2 separate regions of the Pan troglodytes genome follow, and region 2 is linked to region 1. A link is a contact called in public Hi-C data. All regions are on one chromosome and are shown on one strand. The core of a region is the stretch at or near the end of the contact, and the rest is flanking DNA. Distances in the headings are between cores, read along the strand shown.

The links. Hi-C and Micro-C count contacts between places; a contact is called where the count stands out from the background.
Region 2: a Hi-C map of stem cell-derived neural progenitor cells shows a contact between it and region 1, with 5 times the contacts expected there. The contact joins the promoter of GALNT15 here to the enhancer-like site in region 1. A contact is called at or near these places in 4 of 7 Hi-C or Micro-C datasets (blood, induced pluripotent stem cells and stem cell-derived neural progenitor cells) and 1 of 1 other capture datasets (stem cell-derived neural stem cells).

Annotation. Positions count from the first base shown.
Region 1 is chr2:20,060,208-20,065,320 of NHGRI_mPanTro3-v2.0_pri, reverse strand. No RefSeq gene overlaps it. Among named protein-coding and RNA genes, the nearest start is that of GALNT15, 110 kb to the left of the region's middle. Within about 2 kb of position 2,495, at least 9 of the 24 cell types and tissues checked have an H3K27ac peak or open chromatin away from gene starts, as enhancers often do. A contact at or near this core is called in stem cell-derived neural progenitor cells and stem cell-derived neural stem cells, where this site is marked.
Region 2 is chr2:20,172,119-20,177,231 of NHGRI_mPanTro3-v2.0_pri, reverse strand. GALNT15 (polypeptide N-acetylgalactosaminyltransferase 15) reads right to left here and starts at 2,182. Exons shown (of 11, transcript XR_010155124.1): 1 at 672-2,182.

The DNA.
Region 1 (5,113 bases), core at 1,246-3,745:
CTGAACCGTTGCCATTGACAGGTCTCCTCACCATCATTCTGTCTTCCCTCTACTCTGTCCCCACAGCTGCCAGAGAAATCTTTCTAAGGAGCGGCTTTGACCATATTACTTCCTCCCTGTTTCTTAGTCCCAATGTGTTATCTATAAAAACTCAGAAGGATAAGCAACATCACAGCACTGAGGTGAAGATAAAAGGAGATCATATTCTGTGAACACCCTTGGCTCCACAATAGGTATTTAAGAACAATTTGTTGAATTCATCTGATTTGTTTGGCTTTTGTCGGTTAGCAAGATGCCAGTAACCAGCGAGTGGCTTACTAGATCCCAGGTGCTGAGCCAGGCATTTTGTGTACATCATTTCTTTTCACCTTCTCATCAATTCTGTAAGGAAGGTTCTTTTCATTACACCCATTTTGTGCCTAAGAAAACTGCAGCCCAGAATGTTAAAGTAATCTGTCCATGGCCCCTTCTAGAAAGAAGGCAGAGCTAAGACTCAACTCCAAGTTCTGGTTTCAAAGTCTAACTCTAACGCTATGGAGCCTCTCTCAAGAGTTTCCTTTTTTGTAAACATAATGTTGGGGGTCTCCTCTCCTCGAGAAATGCCTGGAGAATTAAATGAGTTATATTTTAATGAGCTTGGAGAGCATCATCTCCAACCATCTCATTTTATAGATGAGGAAACCGAGGTCCAGGGAGGCAACTTACCCAAGACCCAGCAGCTGGTGCCAGAACCTGGAACAGCAGGTTCCAGTTCTGACACCCCCATGCTCTATTGTGAAAAACAGCAGGCATACAGAAAATAAAATTGCTTCATGGAATATCAAAAAACAGTCTTGCAACCACCAGCCATGTCAAAAAAGAGAACATTCCAGCACCCCAGGAACCCCCTCTCATACTCCTTTCCCTTCTAAAAGTAACCAATATCCTGACTTTTATGGGAATCATTTACTTGTTTTTCATTATAATATGATACATATATCCTATATATCACCAAACTATGCATTCCTAAGCACTATGGTTTAACTTTTCCTAAATTTGAGTTTTACAGTGTAACACCACAGTGCATACTCTTTTGTGTGTAACTTTTTTTCCTGAATATTTTGTCTGTGTTTCAGCCATGTTGCATGCAGCCGTAGTTCATTCATTTTCATGGCTGTATAGTATTTGCACTCATTGAATTGTGTCCCCCAAAAAATTCACATCCACATAGAACCTCAGAAAGTGACCTCATTTGGAAACAGGACCTTTGCAGATGTAATCAGTTAAAATGATTCATACCGGATTGGGGGGCCCTTAATCTGATGACTGTTGTCTTTATAAGATGTTCATGTGAAGACATTGAGAGAAACAGGGAGAGTACCATGTGAAGATGGGGGCAGAGATGGGAGTGATGACAGCTACAAGCCAGGGAATGCCAAGGATTGCAGGCAAAGACCAGAAGCTGGGAGACAGGCATGGAGCAGATTCTCCCCGAGAACCTCCAGAAGGAACCAACCCTCCTGATAACTTGATTTTACACTTCTAGCCTCCTCAATTGTGAAATGATAAATTCCTGTTATTTTAAGCCACACAGTTTGTACTAATTTGTTATGGCAGCCCTAGGAAATGAATATAGTATTCCACTGTATAAACAGCTGCAGTTTACTTATAAATATACCACCATTTCTTGATCCATTCTGACGTTGATGTCGTTTGCTTAGTTTCTCATTTGGAGCTATTATGAGCAATGCCACTGTGAACATTGTTGTTCATGTGTCCTGGTGCAAGGATGTGCACTTCTCTGGATGACATGCCTCCACTGCCACCCTGCTTCCTGAGCAGTCAGCCCTCTATGGCTATAGCAGTAGAAACTCTGGGTCCTGGTAATGAAACAACTCAGATAAAGCAGAAAAAGACAACAGTGCAACTAGCCAGAGCCCTGCTGGTGATGCACCCTCTGATTCACTGCAGCTCCAGCCAAGCTTCTCCTGCATGAATTCTCCATTCCTCCATCCCTGACCTTGCTGTGGCCCTGACTCCAGCAATCACTACCTCCCACTGACAGGGGAGGATCCTCTCCCTGACTTTGGCTCTGCCCTGCCTCCACCAGAGTCTCTACACTCCCTTTAGTCCCTTTCTTTTTTTCTTTTCTTTTTTTTTTTTTTTTTTGCTAGCTGATCGAGTTTGGAACTGGTCTGTTCTTTGTTGCCCCCCTGGACTCAGCCATAGCATCTCAGACCAAAAGTTCCTAACAATGGTCCCTCCTTGCAAGGAGAGGCTTCCTGAAGTATTTTCTCCCCCATTTACCAGGAAATCCACTGATTTTAGAGATTTTCCACCCCTAAGGACAGTGAGAGGCTGAGGGCAGAGAGTGTAAGGCATCACGGGGCAGGAGAGGTGAGCGTTTATGTGGTGGAAGCTGGGGTGCCGATGCACGTGGCTGCAACAGCATCTCCCGGTGGCCAAGTCACAGGGGAAGAAAAGAATGTTTGTGTCAACCACCAAAGGGCTGAGGTAAACAGTTGTCTTCACTCACTGCCCATTCCTGAAGATGAGTCACTTCCCAAACTTCCAGAGCTGTGACGACAATTGTTTATCTGACATGAACATTGAGCTTGTTTTCATTGCTGCAATACCATCTCGAAGCACACTGGGTTGTCCTTCTTCTGAGTAATAACATCCTCTTATTATGAATTCTGTATTTCATTTGGACCCACCTTCTTAGCATTTGTATTACTCCGTACAACTTGTTCTAGGAAATTGTGAAAATAGCAATATTGAGGTAAATAGAATTCTTTTTTTTTTCATTTATTTTTAGGAAAATCTTACTGCTTTGATTTTAAAATCTGATGACAAATCTGTGGTTAACCCCACCCATCACTGTGCTGAAGAAAGAAATTGGATATTTTTTCTGTGGGATTTCAGCAGTCAATACTCTTTCCTTATTGCTCAAAGTCCTCCCACAGAGAAGTTCTGGGGAAATAGAGAGAAGGCAAAGGGTGGCAGTTGGGAGCCAAAATGCTTAGAGTTATAGTAAATGCAAAATGTGTTAAAAAGAACCTTGAGCTTTCAGCGGTACCACTGTCTTATATCCAACTCACAGAGCAATGTGGTGGGGGATGTATCAGGCAAGGTTCAATCAAGGCAGCATGACCACGATGGATGATGTAGAAAAACACAGATTTGCAATAGAGATTGGACCTGGAGTCATGATGGGAGTTGGTGGAGATGTCTGTGCAAGGCTGTTCCCTCTGCATTTGGCGGGCCAATCCTGAAGTTGCTATGGGTCAGCAGGCCAGGCTGTTTGGATGGAAAGCTGGACATGAAGTGCAAAAAAGCAAGGAAAACGAAAATCTGTGAAGACAAAGAGGAATCCATGAGGACCAACTGAAATCCATAGGGACCAACTGCAAGTCATATCTGTCTTCTACCATCTCAATCTCAACCACATCGGTGACCCGCAAGCTGGGATCCTCCATCATGGAGTGACACACACTCCTGGCCAGAGCAGCTACAGGAGGAGGTCCAGAAGGAGGAGAGGAGGTGCAGGCCCAGCTGCTGCCCTGTGTAGGTCCGTGATGAGTGAAGACTGCAGCAGCCCCTTGTGCCTGACACTGACCTCCAGACAGTGATGGCTGATGCTCCACATTCACCTTCCAAATCTCACGCAGATTCCTCACATGGCACTCCTAATCTAGACCATATAGGGGAAGGAATTCTGGGAAATGTAGTTCTAGTAGCTAAGTTGACACAATACAAAACCATCACAGTGGTGGAGTCAGAAATACCAGGCAGATAGTAAGTATGGTGCTCCCTTCTAGAGGCACCACTAAGCTAACACGCATACACTGCTTACAACGTGCCAGACACTCTTCCCAGCACTTGACACACACCAACTCATTCAATCCTCTGAACAGTCTGATGAAGTAGTTACTTTCATTATTCTTATTTCATAGATGAAAAGCTAAGGCACAGAGAAGACCACAAAGATAGTAAGAGGCAGACAAATTCTAGCATGATAGTGGTCATACTGGGCAGCCCTTCATCTGTATTTTTTATGGCCTGCTATTTTTAAATCCTGAATCCTGCTTTCTTCTAGTTTTCTGTTTTAATATGCTGTTCCCTCTCTGTCAGATCTGGGGGCCCTGACTGAATTTTCTTATGAGTGAATTATTCTGGTATGACTATAGCTCTCCTCTTCCCTGTAATCCATGTGAAAAGAAATGTATGTCTTTTCTCATATTGTCTTAATTCCAGGATAAAAACCTCCTGCTTTCTCTCTCCCCTTTCCTTTCACTTTCTGCTTCTCTTTGCTTTGCTCACACTTTTCCTTTTCAGCTGCCTCCCTCGTCCAACTCTCCTGCCTCCACATGTCTCTGTTAAAGCAGCGATTGGGGAATAAAGACCCATCAAGAGAGTCTTCTAGAAGTCTTGGGACCTAGATTACAAAAGAGGTGAGGAAATGAGGACAGAGCCTGGCGAGAGTATGCAGAGGTTACAAACTTCCTTACACAATTAAACAGAGGTAGGAGGTTACTTAATGGGGAAAAATCCTATCAGTCCCTCAGAGGTGAATTTTAATTTCCATTTGTGTGGTAGACATAATTTTCCAAACAAAGTTGTGTCCCTGGGATTTTCTGCCAAATATTAATTTCCTTCCTCTGCGTTGGAGCTCTAGTATCTGGGCGTGTTGCAAAGCGTCTTCAATATGTGTTTAATATTGTACAGGCAATCAAAGGATGTGAGGACTTGCAGCAAATCTAAAACAGCTTAAAATCAAGAGTTGTTGAAAATTAAGAGCTTTGTGGTTGCCATGTTTTCCTTTTTTTTTTTTTTTAACAGACTGTCATTCCAGACCATTACAGACTGAAGAGAAGTTATTCTATTTTTCAGGACCGCCAAAGTAGATTCCACTGTCTTCACAACCTATTCTGGTGTCTACAAGCTCTCAGCATTGGCAAGTTTTCCTTGGGATCTAACAAAATTCTGTCCATAGAAGCTCAGGCCAGCCAGCCAGCCATGGGAGCCAGAGGAAACTTCCACCACCCCAGATAAAATCTACCTCAGATTTTCAAGATGGTCCGTAAACCTTTGGAGCCAATGATAATCCTAATTTCCACAGCCTCCTTTGGCA
Region 2 (5,113 bases), core at 933-3,432, 110 kb before region 1:
ACTAGCAGCGTGACTGGGAAAGCAACTTCCCCTTGTTTTCATACCTATAGAATAAGCATGATGATACTACTAGCACCCATCTTGCAGAGCTGTGAGGACTTTCCAGGACTTTATGAGTTAATACATTAAAAGCTTGTAAAGTAAATCCAGACACATGGGAAGAGCCCCCTAAATGTAAACTGCAATTGTTATTTTGATCCAAACTAAAAGCAAACACTAACAATAACCCTAAAATCAAAATGTAGTGGAGTCAGAGTGTTAGAACTGGCGAATGTCTGCTCTAACCTCCCTTCTGTGTTATAGAAATAAAGCCATTTGACCTAAAGACAGAAGAACTAGAACCCAGGACGGAGAAGAGAATGAACAAGCAAGAGTCCTCACTTTCTGCTTTCTAGGACAATGATTCTCACCTGAAGGGCTTGTTCATACAGACCACTGGACCCCACCCAGAGTTTCTTGTTTGGCAGGTCTGGGATGGGGTCTGAGGATCTGCATTTCTGAGAACCCACCAGTGCCCAGGGGCTGCTGACGCTGCTGGCCCAGGTACTGCATCTTGAAAAGCACTTGCTCTAAGTCAGGAAAGGCAGGGTACAGAAAGTTTGCATTCCCAAGTTTGCTACCACCTGATCATGCCCTGGGATCAGGGAAGGGAAAACAAGGGCCTTACTTACAGTGGGTGCCGCACCTCAGGCAGAGCCCTCTGGAGGGGGATGCGGGCACTGAGTGCCTCCTGGAGGCCACGAGGGTCCAGGCTGAACGGGGTCAACTCCTCTTCTTCAGACACCTCCCCGTCCTCGTCAGCCCCCCAGTCCCTCTTTGGGGCTTCCTCATCCTGCCTCCTTGGCTGCTTGATGAGGCGGTAGCTGCCACCTCTCCTGCCCTGGCTCTGGTTCCTTCTGGCCTGGGGTAAGGCCACGGCCACCAGCAGCTGATCCTCCCGCAGTGAGATAAAGGGTGGCAGGCCCTCCAGAGGGCTGTACTCTTCACCCTCATCCTCAGCTTCCAGTACCCAATCCTGGGATTCCCCAAAGTCCAGGCGGTACCTGGCTTCAGGGCTGTGCTTGCTGGCTTGGGCTGTGACAGTCTGGTGCAGGGTGTGCGGGGGAGGGTGCAACATCGCCACCATCATCAGGACGCATCCCAGCATCAGGAGCAGCAGGAGGAACTGGAGTCTGCATGGTCTGTGCCTGTATCGCTTCCTTAGGAGCATGTTGCTAGAACTTGCCAAATGCAACAGGTCATGTTCAAGTTAGCTTTCTCCCGCTCCAGGCTCCTTCAAGCTTGCAGCAGAACCTGGGTTGCTTGTTCCACCTGGAAGTTTTTCTGCCAGTCACTTAACCTGCTCCTGACATTTGCCAACAGCGTGTGCAAGACCTGCTTCCACTTACAATCAGAAAACCACAGGACCCAAGTTTCACCCCAAGTCCTCTCTGAGTGGATTTCTTTAATTGCCTTCTGAAAGCCCATTCACAGGGACTTCAAATTGAATTGCTTCCCTCCCTTTACCCCGGTTTTCTCCTTGGGAAAAAAATAATGATTCCATTCTGCTCAGGTGTTTCTTTCCCCCTTTGTATAAATAGGTTGCTATGAGGTGTCTGGGATGAGCTGGTGGGTTCTCAGTCAAGCAGGGCTGACAGCCGTCCCTCTTTGGACGCTTCCAGTCAGGTCAGATCAACAGATGTAAAGCCGGCAGGCAGTGCCTGGTTTCCTTTCACACATAGCTCCACTCAGCCGAGAGCCCTCTGCCAGACACAACCCAGAGCCAAGCGTGCGCGTCACTCCTGGTCCTAATGCCCTCACTGTTCCCAGGCTTTGCATAACTCGGTGTGGTCACTGCTAGAGCCAAATCAAAACAGGAATATCCCAAGAGTTCAGAAGGAAAGACTAATACCCTCTGATTCAGAAAGGCTGTGTGTGTGGCATAGCTGCAAGGAGCTGCAGCTGTCTGTTTGCAACCTCAGCCTCCCACGGGGGATCAGGCAAACTAGGTTGGACTCTCCTTCCCTTCCTGGGGACCACTGTCCCTGTCCTCCTGAAAATGAGGGAGCTAAGGGAGATGATCTTGCAAGTCCCTTCTTCTCCCACAAGAGCAGCTGAATGCCTGCTCTGCCCTGGCCACCAAGGGGGACGCTGGAAGAGGAGTGGCATGCTCTTTCCCTCATCAAGCTTCCTTCATTTAACCAACACATAATTAATGAACACATGCTATGTGCCAAAATTGTTCTGGGAACTGGAAGTAGAGCAATGAATAACACAGACAAAAATGTGTGTCTCATGGAGCTTGCATTCTAGTGACAGATACAATTAAAACTATCCACTGGGTCAGATAGTGATGAGGATGAAGGCAAAAAAGCAGAGCAGGGATGGGGCTGGGGAGCATGGGCTGGGCTTGGAAATGGACATTGAGTGGTGGAGAAAGGTTTCATGGAAGAGTTACCATTTGTGTAAAGGAGAGGGCTGCACAGCTATTTGAGGTTGAGTGTTCGGGGCAGACAGAATGATAAATGTGAAGGTTCCAAGGCAAGAGTATGCTGGCATGTCTGAGGAACAGCAAAAGGCCGGCATGGCTGAAGCAAAGAGAGCAGGGTGGAGCCTGATGGGAAGTGGAATAAGAGAGGCAAGGGGGCGGGGGGCAGGAGGACCATGCAGGACACCCCCTGGTTGCATTGAAGGAACTTTGACTTTTCCTCTGAATGAGAGGGGAGCCCTTAGAGGAGAGACACAATCTGACTTGGGTTTTAACTGGATCATTCTGGCTGCTGGGTTGAGACTAATCAGTGGGGGGCAAAAAGCAGGAGCAGGGAGACCAACCAAGAGGTTCTTGGCTTGCACTAAGAGGCATCGGTGGTGACAGGGGTCAGCTTGTGGATATAGTTTAAGGAAGAACCTATAGGATTTGCTGATGAATTAATGACTAATGTGAGAGGAAGAGAAGAGTCAAGATGAGTTCAAATTTTTGTTCTGAGTAGTTGGAAGAATAGACTTGCCATTAACCAAGATGGGGAAGGAGAGAAGGTGGAAGGAGATGAATGCATGCCAGTGGCTTGATTTGGAACATGTGACATTCGAGATGTCCTCTAGACAGCTAAGAGGAGACGAAGTGAAGGCAGCAGTTGTAGGATAGCTGAAGGTCAGAGGGAGGTCTGGCCTGCATATACAAAGCTGGACTCCAGCAGCACTCAGATAGTGTTTGAAGCCGTGAGACCTGAGATCACTGAGGGAGTGAGGTAGGTAGAAGGGAGAAGAGAATCTAGCGTGCTCAGTTTTCAGGCTTCTAGCTTGAACAGGTTGAAGGATAGCTGACCATCACCATGAGCTGTGTTTCTTCTGATGGCTGTAAAGCAGCCATGCTGTCTGCAACCAAGAGTGGAGGGGGGAAAACTGCCATTGGGGAAGTCCTGCAATGAACTTGCTCATTGTTTTTGTCTTTATTTTGATCTTAGAATGTCAGCTAAAATGTTCGTGGAAAAAAATGTTTTACCTTTTGACTCAGTTGTTTCTTCCAGTGTGTGTGGTGTGTCTGTGCACACTCACGTGCACAAGCATGTATACACGTGTGTTTTCATGAAGTCAGAGGTGAAATAGTGGGTTATGTGTGGTTGTTCTCCTGGAATCCCATTGTAATGCCCCAGTGGACAGTGCTTAGCAATTTCTGGATTGAATTGTGTCTTCCAAATCTCAAATCAGGGTGTATTGCCAGGTGGGGATACTGTGTCATTTCCAAATTCAAGAGGCAGACATCCTGGGAGATGTAGTTCAGAATATCTGGAGACATTTTGAGGTTAATGAGGATGAAGGATTAGAAGGTTCCAAATCCAGGAGGCCTTCAGAAAACTGAGTGTGCAGAGTCACCATCTTCCACTCATCTCTAGCAACGCTGTGCTTGAACTTACCAAGAACAGCCCACCCCAGGGCTGTCACCCTGGCCAGCCCACTGCTTGAGCACTCTTTCCCCAGAAAGTCATCCATATGGCTCATTTCTTCATTTTTGTGTTCCCCAGAAAGTCATCCATGTGGCTCATTTCTTCATTTTTGTGTTCACTCCAATGTCACCTATTTAGTGAAGGCTTCGTGGACCCCCCATTCTACATTGAAACCCCTCATCAACACGGGGCTTTCTTTGAGAATCTCTGTGGCTCTTCTCAACACCTGGCAAATTAAAATACTAAGGTGTTTATTGTCTGTTTCTCCGCCCACTCCCATAAAACGTAAGCTCCGCAAGGGCAGGGCTTTTGTTTGCTTGTTCACTGCTGTTTTTCCAGAGCACACAAAGCACATTTTTCCACTCCCCAGGCCTTTGCTGCTGTCCCTGCCAGCTTTGCTGCCAGTTCTTCCCATCCCCCACCATCACCTGGCACATGAGGCCCAGACCTTGCTCCCTTCTCCTCTCTTTCTCACCCTTGCTCCTATCATGGGTTGAATAAATTACACTGAAGCCCTGCCTCTGCTGGGGAACCTGTGAAGGGGGCCTTGACAGCAAATAGGATCTTTGTAGATTATCAAGTTAAAAGGAGGTTGTTAGGGTGGGCCCTAATCTAATATGACTGGTATTGTTACAAAAAGGGGACAATTGGGCAGAGACAGGCATACACAGAGAACATCACGTGAAGAAGAGGGCAGAGGCTGGGTGACCATCTAAAAGCCAAGGAATATCAAAGATGGCCGGGAAATCACTGATCGCTAGGAGAGACATGAAACAGACTGTCCTTCACAGTCCTAAGAAAGAACCAGCACTGCCAACATCTTGATCATGGACTTCTTGTTGCTACAACTGTGAGATCATACATTTCTGTTATTTAAGCCACCCACTTGTGGGACTTTGTTATGGCAGCCGCAGGAAACGGATACAGTTCATCTTGCCCTCCCCACCCTCCCACCCTCCTCTGCCTTCTCTCAACTCTTGCTCTCGCTCTGTCATTTCCATCTCTCCTTCTCCCATTCCATCTCCTTCCTTAACCTCTAGTGAGGTTAAGCATCACACTAACCTCCTCAGCCCAGGGGCTTGAGCTTGGCCTTCCCATGACAGAGACAGCCCATGAAAAAAGGCTCCCAAAAGAACTGGGGCTGGGTGACTCTGGCCTGGGATTCTTGGCTCCAGTTCAAGATAAACTAG